Regions from separate parts of the Mus musculus genome. Here regions 1 and 3 are each linked to region 2. The links are chromatin contacts, called in public HiChIP or PLAC-seq and promoter capture Hi-C maps. All regions are on one chromosome and are shown on one strand. The core of a region is the stretch at or near the end of the contact, and the rest is flanking DNA. Distances in the headings are between cores, read along the strand shown.

Region 1 (3,765 bases), core at 1,192-3,691, 670 kb after region 2:
AATAGTTCTACTCCAGCTATTATCAGCCTTGCTTGTAAACATTTCAGAATTGCCTGTTGAATTGTTCGGACTCCAGTCACTGAGACAAAGTGTCTGAGGTAATCAAGCTACAAAGAAGTGGAAAGTTAGTTTCAGTTTTTAACTTCAGGAATCTCAGTACAGTCTGTCTGCCCTATTGCCTTTGTTCTTATAGCAGAGATTTATCACAGCTGGGAGTGCACACAGAACCAATGCAGACCTTAATATTTTTCTATTGAACTTCAGGTACATGTAATAATGTGTATTTTTTTTTTATTATTCTATTGAAGTAGGCATTGCTGGAGCTTAAAAAAAAATATTGGGAAAGAACCAGTGATGCCTCCGGGAGTATGTATCTGGTGGAGATAAGGTAAATGCACAAATGTTTCAAAGAAAACACAGTTCAAAACTGAACAAGATGCACAAACCACCCTGGAGGGTCTATGGGGAAATAATAACTGGGCAGGCTGGGCTAGGGACAATTTGGGGAGAATCAGAAAAAGAATCCCATGGAGAATATAGCCTTTGATTCTAGCCTATGCACTGCCCAAGAGCACTATTTGAAAAAGGGACCTTAAAGATGGAAGAAATCTGGGAACAATGGATTGGGAATCTACTTCTAGCATTTACTGTGCTTATGGGATCAGCCGAGCTCAGGAGCTCTAGACCAGCTTTGGCAGCATGAGTCCCAGGCAACAAACACAAAACAAATTGGATGTAGTGAAACGCAGGCAATCCCAGCACTCTGGAGGCTCAGGCAGGAGGATTTTGAGTTTAAGGCCATCCTGGCCTATACAGGTCAGACCGTGTTTCAGAAAAAGAACACTAAAATGCAGGGGCCAGAGGTGTAGCTCATCTGGTAGAGAGCTTGCTGAGGTTCAGCCCACAGCACAGCACCAACCACTTGTGATGGTACAGTCTGTAATCCTAGTAACAGTAGCGGCGGCAGGAACCAAGAGATCCAGGCTACAGGGAACCTTTTCTTCAAAATAGAGCTGGAGAGATAGCTCAGCACTTAAGAGAGTGTCTTGTTCATTTAGAAGACATGGATTTGGTTTTTTAGCGATTACATCGGGCAGCTCACAACCACCTGCAATCCCAGCTCCAGCGGATCTGTCAGCCTTTTCTGGCCTCCGCGATCACCCAAAACGCATACAGAACACACACACATAGATAAAAAAAAAAAAAAAACCTAAAAGTGGACAAATGAGCAGTAGACAGGGTTTTGGGAGAATACTGTTGCTGATGGAGGGAACAACACAGGCGAAACATGAAGATGGGAGTAAGGAAGGAGGTTAAGTTTTCTGGTCAGGATGCGGTATATATGTGAAAAGTAAAAACAACTGACTTGGGTGCCAATGTGGGTTTATATTCAGGGAAAAACTGAAGAATCTTTAAGGGGTGGGTGATACTGGGGACTACTGCTGCCGCTCTTCTTCCTCCAGTGTGTCCTAAACGGTTTCTTTTGTCTTTGTGGGCACAGCAACATACCAAACTTCAGAAAACCAATGAAACAAGAGAACTCTTCTCTTCTACCTAGAGTCGGGTGTGTGTGTGTGTGTGTGTGTGTGTGTGTGTGTGTGTGTGTGTGTAAGGGGATTGGGGTGGGGATGAGGGAAGGATGGATGAACGGGTGGGGGTGGCATCTCTCAAGAGTTAGGGCAGAAGACTCCAGTTAACTCTGCACAAGCCTAGGCCTGAAACTGGCACTGGTCTTCAAAGAGGAATGGACTACCAACAATTGGAGGGTAGTCAGCTCCCAGCAGACTACCCAGCAGGCCTGAGTACCAAACAGAAAGACTTAGTATACATAGGTCGGTGATAAGAGCACTGGCTTAGTGTGTGACTGAGGTCAGTACCTTGTCAAGGGTGTGCGCGTGAGTTGTGCGTGTGTGTTGGGAGGATGTCAGAAGACCTGTACCACCCAGGTGGACAGGGACCTGTATCTATGTTCAGTGATCTTAAGGTTTCCTGCCACCGAGATTTTGATGTCATTAAGGGGGTACCACTGAGCAAGCAGGCTGCCCAATGAGGAATCCGGAAAGGCAAGCAAAGCTTGGTGGGGGTGTACTGTGGCCAGGGCAGGCTTTGGGCGGACTCTTTCTTGTCTGCACGGTTTTGGGGTCCACATGGGTCCCAGGACTCCTCCGTGGGCCTCTGTCGGCTCACGGGCCTCGGCGAGCTCCCGCTTCCGCAGGGCCTTCTCCGACAGGACCCGCACACTGCAGTCCGGGCTCAGCTCCCTTAACCCCACCAGCACACGGACCTCTGGGGCCGTGGAGAAGCCGGCCGCGGAGGGCGGCGCGCGCCATGCAGGTCCCGCAGCTCCCCGCCTCGGCCTCGCGCCTGCCGCCCCCGCGGCACGGCCAGCCGCAGCCCCAGTGAGGAGGAAGAGGCGGAGGAGGAGGCGCCGCCCCCTTGGCGAGCTCGGCGCCCGGGCGGCCTTGGCAGGACCCATGGCGGATCTCTCGCCTGCGCCGGCCCTGCGGGAAGGCGGCCCCCGTGCGCACCGGCCCTCGGCGCCCTCCCCTCCGCCGCGCTCTCGCTCCACCTCGGAGCCCGAGGAGGCCGAGCTGTCGCTGAGCCTGGCCCGCACCAAGACCCGCTCGTACGGCAGCACGGCCAGCGTGCGGGCGCCTCTGGGCGCCGGCGTCATCGAGCGCCATGTGGAGCACCGGGTCCGCGCCGGGGACACGCTTCAGGGCATCGCGCTCAAGTACGGAGTCACGGTGAGCAGGGCGCGCCGCCGCGGCCCCGGACCTGCGGCCCTCGGGCGGGGTCGGGGGTGGGAGCGGAGGGTGGGGAACAGGCCGTGCGTCCCCGCGTCCCCGCGCCGCATCCCAGCGCGCACTGCTGCAACTGCAGTGGGCGCCTAAGCTGCTGCTGCTGCTGCTGCTGCTGCTGCTGCTGCTGCTGCTGCGGAGAGGGGCGGCCGCCAGAGCTCCCCCGACCAGCTAGTGCATGGCCTTCCCAGTGCCCTGCCAGTCTCAGCTCGTATCTGTCGCGCGAGAAACAAGGAGGCCCGCGTTTTGGGCACTACCCACAGCCACCTTTCCCCGTTTTCCTCCCCGGAGCTCACTACCTATTTACTCAAAGCCACACCGATACGAATTCTGCGCTGTGTAAACAAGCTGTGATGAGTCAGGATGTACAGTTCTTCCCGTGGATGGTTCTGGTTCTATCGATTCTGCTTCTTTATTTAGAAGTGAAATTACACCCCTGTGCTCACTGGCGACCCTGAACGTGACACCTGTCTAAACAGCAGCCTGGAACTGTGGTCTAGGTGAGCTGGAGGGCCGTGTTTTACGAATTTATAAGGGTGTGCGTCTTGGGTATATTTCATTACACCTTGGGGAAGATCACGGAAACCCGAGGGAACAAATTGTTTCATTAAAATTACTTATAATTAACTGTGAGCTGTGTGATGGCCTTTTTACATTGGAACTCAGTATCCGTTTTCAATGATCTTTCCTGAAAGCGTCGGGGCAGCAGTCAGAATTAAAATGATCTCGCCTGTATCTTCAGAGTAACCTATTTTGCATATTTAACCAGGTGTTTGTTTACCAGCAAGTCTTTCTATCTATCATTTAAGCGTTTTGAGAGCTTGATCAAACCATTTTGAGACCCTTCTCCACAGTTCTAAATGTTCTTACAGCCTGCCTTCAAGCATTCACTGAGGGCTGGTTTGGGTCAGAGCCTAGGAAAAACAGAACTGAAAAAAAAAATCTAAGTGTATGAGTGTTTTGC
Region 2 (4,137 bases), core at 999-3,498:
GGCTAGGAACAAACTTACAACAATCCTCCTGTCTCAACCCCAGAATGCTAGGATTACAAGTATTCTCTGAATGTGTTCTATTTCTGCATGTAATTATATTTATTATTGTGAAGGGTGTGTGTGTGTGTGTGTGTGTGTGTGTGTAGGCCAGAGAACAACTTGGGGGAGTCAGTCTTTTCTTCCACCATGTAGGCCTAGAGCTGGGTTGGTTGAACTCAGACCTCTAGGTTTGGCAGCAAGCACATTTTACCACCTAAGCCATTTTGTCAGCCCATTTTTTCTGTTCTTTATATGTCTAACAAAATAAGCCTGGGATAGGGGGTGATGGGTCACACCTCTTGTTGTGTCTTCATCTATATTCCACAACATTCTACATATTCTACAATAGCTGTTGTCTGACTCCAGATGTTGTGCTAAATTAAGTATTGCGGACTATCTATGACTGTTCTGTATATCTTCCATTACCAAGGTTAACCAGGAAGTGATCTCAAAACAAATCAAACTTTTGCCCCGTTTTTAAACCACATAAGACCTTATTAAATAGTACCCATGGGAAGTCTACCAGGAGTTAATGTTTGTAGCCATCACTATATCAACAAAGTCTTCCCATTGTCCAAAGGCCTACTTCCCACTGCCAGAACATCCCAGTGACTATAGTATTCGTTTGCTCAAACTAGCTTTGGAGCTAAAGTTAATAACTTCAGTTGTATACTTTATTTTATTGTACATGTCTAATCATCTAGAAAATATCACCTTTTCACAACCTAAATTTCATATATTTGATCTGAAGCAAACAAGTGATGATAATGATAATGACAATGACCATGGCTGGAGAGATGGCTCTGCAGTGAAAAGAGTTTGTAGAGGACCTGTATTCTGTCCCCAGCTTACAACTCTAGTGCCAGGAGATCCGACGCCCTCTTCTGGCTTTTAGATGAACTGCATGCATGTAGTACACAGATAAACACACAACTACCCATACATATAAGTACCGTTATTTTATTTTTAGGGTCTTGTGCATGCTAGGCAAGCACTTTACCACTGATCAGTAGTCCAAGCCTCACACATACATGAAAAATAAAATCTTTACATTATCATCATCATCATCAACAACAATAAATAAAATTGCCAATCTTGTGCTTTACAAAAACTGTGGGTTAAAAAAATAACCCTCTAAAAATGTAGAAACGGAAAACTATAGAGAGAGTCGACCACAGATGATCTTAGTCCTTCCTGTTGTGATTCTCATATGCAAAAAGAAAAAAAAAAGGTTCTTAAAAAAGCATGTTTTTTTCCCAATGAAACTAGACCCTTGCAATTTTGTACTTCTTCATTTGGGTTTGCCTATAAACTGAGTGGCTAATAGCTGCAACCCTTGTTGCTTTTTTTAGCTACAGCAATTCTTGACATCTGTTTGTGTTTAAATGATGACACAACATCAGAACACGCCGTGTCATCGTGTCACATTGTTATAGCACAACAAGAAAATTACAGCTCCCCAACAATAACATGGTGTCAGAAGTGTCCGCTTGGCGGTGAGTCAGTGCTCTAGAAGTTACAAGCTATTTTTAGCTCATCCAGTGCTTCTGAAGCTTGGGTTCTTAAGTCCTAGAGATGCAGAAAATCTAGGGGTGCAGTGGGAACAGGCCTTCCTTGGTTTCCAAGTACCCTTCTCTGGAAGGTATGGCTCCCCACCTTCCTGTCCTGGCCACATCAAACACGGATTCCATTGGGAAATTGCATGCATTTAAGGCTGGATTCCCAGTTCTTTTGCGCCAGGCCAGCATCCCTGTGGAGGAGTAGAAACTATAATTATCTTCCCGTCTGGGGTAAGCCCTAGGTTGACATCTCCCAGGTGACCCCAATGCACCCGGAGCGCAGTTCCTTGGCTGCTTAGGCGCGCGGTGCAGGCAGTCCCTGCGGGTCCCTGGGTCCTCTGAGACCCTTATCCGGGAAGACCGGTCCCCAATCTCCAACTCCAGGACGCGCGGCGGCGTTGCCATAACAACCGGCGCGCGCAGCCTCAGCGGAGGAAGTGACGAGAGTGGGTTGGCTGTTGTTGGGACACGTGACCAGGGTAGTGTTTTGACAGGGCAAACAGTGAGAGAAAGAGTAAAGAGCGAGCGAGCGAGGCGGGCAGGCAGCGGGGACGGTGGATGCGCGGGCGCAGCGTCTCGGCGTCTCGGCGTCTCGGCGGCCGCGGGGTAGATGCGCGCTGCGCTCGGGGAGGCGTGGCTCGGAGCACGGAGTGTGATGTGAGCGGCCGGGCGGCCGCAGAGAGCAGTGCCGGGAGGAGGAGCGAGGGGTCCCGGAGGGCGGCGAGCGGGCGGGCCATGGGAGCCGTTCCCGGGTGGGTTGAGCCACGCGTGGGTCGGCGCGGCTGAGGACATGCCCAGACTCTGCTGCTGACCGGCTCCGGCTGGAACCCGGCTACTGAAGCCTCGGAGGGGCTAGCCAGAGGGGATCCCCCGCAGGTGAGGCCCGGGGGGCTGCGGGGGCTGCTGCGCCCGAGCCCCTGCGGGGGTGCCTCGGTGCCCAGAGGCTACTGGACCGAGGGCTGCCTTAGCTCCTGTGGCCCGACTCTTCCTCCTCTGTGCCTGTACCTCCAGGGCATAAATAGATCCTGCTGGTGCTTCCGAGACGCTGTGTCAGAGGAGGACACCTTGGCCTGGAGAGCCCAGGGGCGGGGAACAGGGGTGCTAGGCCCGAGGACGCCGGGGGAGGCGGTGCGCAGACTTGAGCTGCTTTTTTTCGCCTTTCCTTCAGACCTGCCCAGGGTTCTGTCACCGCAGGTCTGCACCAGGAAGAGGCCCAACTTAGTAGTTTTCTTGCAAGATCCGGGGGAATTAAGACCCGTCTTTCTTTTTCTTTCTTATTTTTTTTTTTTTATGTTTATTTTGCTCTCTTAGCGTTTGGAAAACGAAGCAGAAGCCGTTGAGTCAGCCGTGTGCCGGTTGGAAGAACCCACACCTGTGTTTTACAGCACTTTGGGTGGAAATTGGATGCCAAAATGAAGCCAGACCGAGGTAAATGATTTATTTAAGTAGAGCTTGAGTTGTGTTTTGTTTCTCTGTCTCCTTCGGTGTTAACCTAATTTTCCGCAGGATCAACCATTCCTGTGTCAGACGTGACGAACTGTCTCTCTGAAGATACCAGACGCTGAGGGGAAAAAAAAGATGGACTTATGGAGTAGGTGGTTAAAGTCAGATGGGAAGGACCTGTTCTTAGAGAGTGTTTAGCAGGATGAAGGGGTCAAAGGAAGTGTTTGTTAGTGGCCACAGGCTTAGTATCCTTTTTAGTTGCAGTTCTTCAATTTTTTTAGGTGAAGTCAATCCAACTTCAGAAAAGTTTGTCAACTTTTGAAACTTGAGTTTGAACTTGATAAAAAGTAATATTTGTAGCCATTTGCATTTCATTCGCTGTTTGTTTGGGGTTTTTTTGGTGTGTTTTGTTTGTTTGTTGTTTGTTTTATAGATAGGGTTTTGTCAAGTTGTCTAGGCTGGCACAGGTCTTACCATGTAACCCAGGTAGGCCCAGAAGTCCCTAAGGATCCTTTTGCCTTCACCTGAAAAGCAGCATTACAGGCAATGTACCACTGTGGCCCCTCATTAGTTTTATGCTCTAAGGGAATTCCAATTGTTTTCAGAGTTCCCCAGCTTGAGTCTGTTATAGACAACTAGGGCCCAACTTTTCATTCTAAATCTGTATTTTCTACAGGTTTCAGATCTAAACCCTGAGGCTCTTTGTAGCCTTGGCTGTCCTGGAGTTCTGTTTGTAGTCAAGACTGACCTTGAACACACAGATCTGTCTGCCTCTGACTCCCAAGTGCAGTGATCAAAGCCTCGGGCTGTTAAGCCCGGTTCTAAGCCCATATTTTCAAGACTTAGAGAAGAATGTACATATCTTATTCCTCTCCCAACCCTGGCATGTGTTTTGATTGAAAAACAAAGGTTGTCACAAGCCCAGGAGATGGCTCAGTGGGTAAAGGTGCCACCAAGCCTGATCTGAGTTCGAACCCTAGAACCTACAAGATCCGAGAGAATCGACTGCTGAAAGTTGACCTCTGACCTCAGCCCATGCACATTTGCACACAGTGTACACAGAGACCCAATAACTAAATATTTTTAAAATAAATAA
Region 3 (4,056 bases), core at 804-3,303, 610 kb after region 2:
AAAAAATTGTTTTTACACTGAAAACCAGGAATTGTGATGGGATCTGACCTATAAGTATTTAATGTCTATCTGGTGAAGCGTGGCCTAATGGCCTACCACAAAGATGAAGGATAAATCAGCTACAGGGCAGTAATAGCCTCAAGAAGACACCTTTGGTCGGTCATTCCTGTCTAGCATCAAGGTTGGAATGATATACACATAGCCATGGTTTTCCAAATGGATTAATTCTTTAATGATAATAGGGATATGGTTCAGTGGATATGATCCAGGAGGATATGACATCAACTTCCAGGCTTCCACATGCATGTTCATACATGTGAACACACAAGAGCATGCAAAGACCTGAACACACATACACCATAGAAGGATAGGATGATCATGGGTTACCTGGCTACCACCAACCTCATTCTAAGATAAACTACAAATGCTGAGAGATGCAAGGCAAGGTCGTTTAAGATTGGAATATGATGGATGGCACGTGTAGAACCAGAGATGGGATTCAGTGTGTGTTCTCACCTTCTGAGCCTTCTCTCCTGGCCCTACTGTCAGCTCTTAATACATTATAGACATGGCCAGACTCGGTGGCTCCGTCTGTAATTCAAGTACTGGGAAGCTGAGGCTTAAAGGCCAGCCTGAGCTACACAGCTCAAAATATCAAAAAGAGATATATATGTGTATAAAATGTGTGACCAGGACTAGGAAGAGAACTAATAAAAAGGAGTCTGAGCAAAGCTATTCTTCTAAAATAATGACAGGTCAATTGATTAATCAATTTAATATGCAAAAAAAAAAACCTATTCCGAAGTTTTTCAGAAAAAGAAACATGAACTGCACTAAATGTCAGAAACCAAAGAAGACTGCTCATAGCCAGCAAATCTCCACAGGCTCATTTCCTGTTTAAGTATGACCTCCTGGGATAAGTTTTACTGCAGTGTTCATTACCAAAGAGATGACTGTGGTTTTTGGGTTTTTTTTTTTTTTTTTTTTTTTTTTTAAAGAGAAGCAGAGGTCAAGTTGGGAATGTGATTCTTAGAAGACAAGAAAGAGGGGGGTGGGTTGGATGGGAGAGTAGAAAGGGAACGTGGGTGGGGTGTGTGTGTGGTAGGATTCGAAAGGGGAAAGGGGATTCTTAAACAGAGAAGAGAGAGGGAAAGAGTCGAGAAAGAAAAGGAAAGTAAAAATTGGGGCTGTTTCCCATTTCTGTTTGTAATCAGAATGCAGACTTGCGGAGGAAACGCATCAACTTCTGTAAGCGAAGATACAACGACCCAGTCACGTCCTCAAAACAAACCCGCATCAGCTTCACAGCTGGCCCCAGCTGTGCTGCACAGGAGCCAGAAACTTATTCTAAGGCAGGGCAGAGCAGATAAGCAAAATGGCCAATGCAAGACACCAGATTTCAATCACAAAAAGGGTGTGTCCCAAGTTTTGTGGGTTTCCTCTCATCCAACAACAGCCAGGCAGCGAGATGAAGGCTGGGGTAGAGGGGCGGCAAGGCAAGGCGCTTCTCAGACAGCTTCCCAGCTACGCCGGTTCCGGAGCACCGGCCGGTCCCAAACCCAGACAGCCAAACCCCAAACCCTACGTAGACAGTCCCGAACTCCAGGAGACCGGTCTCAAATACTAGTGGCGGCCCCGAATCCCAGGCGGCCGGTTCCGAACCCCTGCTGGCCGGCCACAAGTGACTCAACCCCAGCCCAGAGCCTGCGCGCCTGGCCGCGGGCGACACCCAGCACAGCTCGCCGTCCCAGAACGGCCCGGCACCCTCTGCTCTCTAGCGAGGCCCGCGGGCAAGGCGCAGGAAGCACAGCCGCTCCCTTCTTAGTCGCCCAGGCCGGAGCGACCCGCTGCCGCGCCCGCCGACGGACTTCCTGGAAAGCACTGGGCTGAACTCACCTGTCTGGCCGCCGACCCACTGCACAGTCCGCAAGGTTTGAATCGCTCTTCCCGGCGCCCACACTCCGCGGTGCCTCAAGTTCAGGGAGTTGCCGAATCCTCCCGCCAGCTGCCCCTAAACCCGACCGCGCTGTCTGTATTGCTGGTTCCCCTTCACTGTCCCCTCCCACGCGCGTGCGTACTCGTGGGGCAGACTGCATGCTGGGAGTTGTAGTTCAAGGGAGAAGGGTGCGGCTCCATACATACGGACCTGGTCCTTTACAATGGGAAGGGTGTTGTTATAAGAGGGTACAGACACTAGGCTGAGAAAAATGCTTTCTGCTCCTGTATATGTACCTGCCCGTGACCCTCTGGAAGGTAGAAAGCCTATCTATAGGCTTTTTTTTTTTTTTTTTTTTTTTTTTTGGGTAATACATTTCCTTCTTGCATGGTGGGCCTTTTGTAAACAAATAATACAGAGTAAGGCTTTTCTTAATCCCTTGGTTACTAATGGGAGAGCGTGATAATGGGAAAGCCTTTCAAACTTGTCATGGAAGACAGATAAAAGCTAAGGAACTGGGATCGTAGCACAGTTGGTAGGGTGCTTACACAAGCATACACAAAGCCCTAGATTTAATTCCAAATAATGTATAAATTGGATGTGGTGTTACATGCCTGTAATCTCAGATCCCAGCAATTGAAGCAGAGGGAGGGGTACCAGAAGTTTATCAGTCAGTTACATACAGAGTTCAAGGCCAGTCTGGGCTACATGAGGTTTTTTTGGTTTGGGTTTTGTTTTGTTTTGTTTTGTTTTGTTTTGTCTTTTTAAAGCAATTTATGGCAGAAAAGGTCATAAATCGCACCAAGGTGTGGTGCCTCTAACTAAACAAAGGAGTAAAGGTGAGAAGCAGAGATATATTTCATTAATGCACACACCTAGGAAAGGATCAGATAAAGAAGTCAATAAGCCCATATGAGCTTTAGATTTAAGCAGAGCAACTGGGGCAGGAAGCATTCTTGTATGTATAATTGAGCAATCCTGGTCACAATGTGTCCTGGCTGGTCATTCTTTAAGACTGGTTCTGCAAGTTGTTCCCAAGAGTCCCTTTTGCCTGAGGGGGCAATGTCATTCTCAGAGGATAAGTGCTCATGTTCCAAGATGCATCCTCCCCACCATGGATGGGATGGGTAACTGACCATTTTCATGGAATCCAAAGTGACCACAGGTGCCTTTGAGGAGTAATTGTAAAAGCTGACTCTAAGATGTCTCTCATACTTTAGTTTTATGCCTTTATCCTGAAGGACCATGAGAGAAGTCCTTGAATGGTAAATATGTCCACATGCAGAGGTACCTAGGCAACCCAAAACAGGAAGGCAGACACAAAATGAAAGCATAGATGTTAGGGGTTACTCTGTTTTTAGTTATCTTATGGGTCCAAGCAAGGCAGTGGTTTTTAACAGATGCTGTTTCTAATCACCTGGTAGACAGCATGTGCCCATTTTCCTGCTCCATCCCATCTTCCCGTTCCAACTTTGTGTTCTACAACAGGCAGTGCGATTAGGCTAATGTGAGAGAGAGTAAACTGGAGAAGCAACTAGTCAAAGGAGGGAAAGGAGGGGATGGAGTTAGGTGAAGATGACCTTGGAGGACCGTTTAATGATGTTCTGCATAATGGGCATGATTGGCACGGGCATCAGCAGCATGGGCATCTGCATGGGCATCAGCATGGGGCATGGGCATCGGCATGGAGATCAGCATGGGCATCGGCACGGGGCATGGGCATCAGCACGGGCATCGGCACGGGGCACAGGCATCATCATGAGCATCAGCACGGACATCAGCATGGGTAGGAATCGTGTTCTATCTTGATAATTAAAAAAAAAAAAAAGAAAAAAAGCAGCCCAGAAGAGGACTGGAGAGCATGCTTGAGGTACATTCCAGTTACACCCAGAATAGGGAGTCACCCAATGGTTAGTTTCTCCTGGCATCTATTTCTGGCATCTACTTCTTCCTCTCAGGGCGGGAGCACCCCTGGTTAAGTAAACACTCCGGATTTGTGCTGCTGACACTCACTGAATATCACGGATAATCTGGAAAATCTCAATCTCTTTCTCTCTCTCTCTCCCTCCCTCCCTCCTTCCCTCCCTCCACTCTTTTCTCTCCCTCCTCTCCTCTCTTTC

The links. Promoter capture Hi-C pulls out the DNA fragments that hold promoters and counts their contacts. HiChIP or PLAC-seq counts read pairs in DNA pulled down with a chosen protein or histone mark.
Region 1: an H3K4me3 HiChIP or PLAC-seq map of pro-B cells shows a contact between it and region 2, with 2.6 times the contacts expected there. The contact joins the promoter of Lysmd2 here to the promoter of Fam214a in region 2. A contact is called at or near these places in 2 of 115 datasets of contacts at active chromatin or transcription factors (pro-B cells and thymic regulatory T cells).
Region 3: a promoter capture Hi-C map of pre-B cells shows a contact between it and region 2. The contact joins the promoter of Tmod3 here to the promoter of Fam214a in region 2. A contact is called at or near these places in 6 of 39 promoter capture datasets (the C10 cell line, the HPC-7 cell line, embryonic stem cells and 2 more), 1 of 15 datasets of contacts at CTCF or cohesin (large pre-B cells), 2 of 484 Hi-C or Micro-C datasets (CD4 T cells and regulatory T cells), 5 of 115 datasets of contacts at active chromatin or transcription factors (the 230-238 cell line, bone marrow-derived dendritic cells, embryonic stem cells and 1 more) and 3 of 9 other capture datasets (adipose tissue, embryonic stem cells and liver).

What each region holds. Positions count from the first base shown.
Region 1 is chr9:75,623,291-75,627,055 of GRCm38.p6, forward strand. Lysmd2 (LysM, putative peptidoglycan-binding, domain containing 2) reads left to right here and starts at 2,442. Exons shown (of 3, transcript NM_027309.2): 1 at 2,442-2,747. The coding sequence starts at 2,475.
Region 2 is chr9:74,950,805-74,954,941 of GRCm38.p6, forward strand. It overlaps Fam214a (family with sequence similarity 214, member A), which reads left to right and starts at 2,249. Exons shown (of 13, transcript NM_001113283.1): 1 at 2,249-2,474; 2 at 2,910-3,026. The coding sequence starts at 3,011.
Region 3 is chr9:75,557,604-75,561,659 of GRCm38.p6, forward strand. Tmod3 (tropomodulin 3) reads right to left here and starts at 2,054. Exons shown (of 10, transcript NM_016963.2): 1 at 1,897-2,054.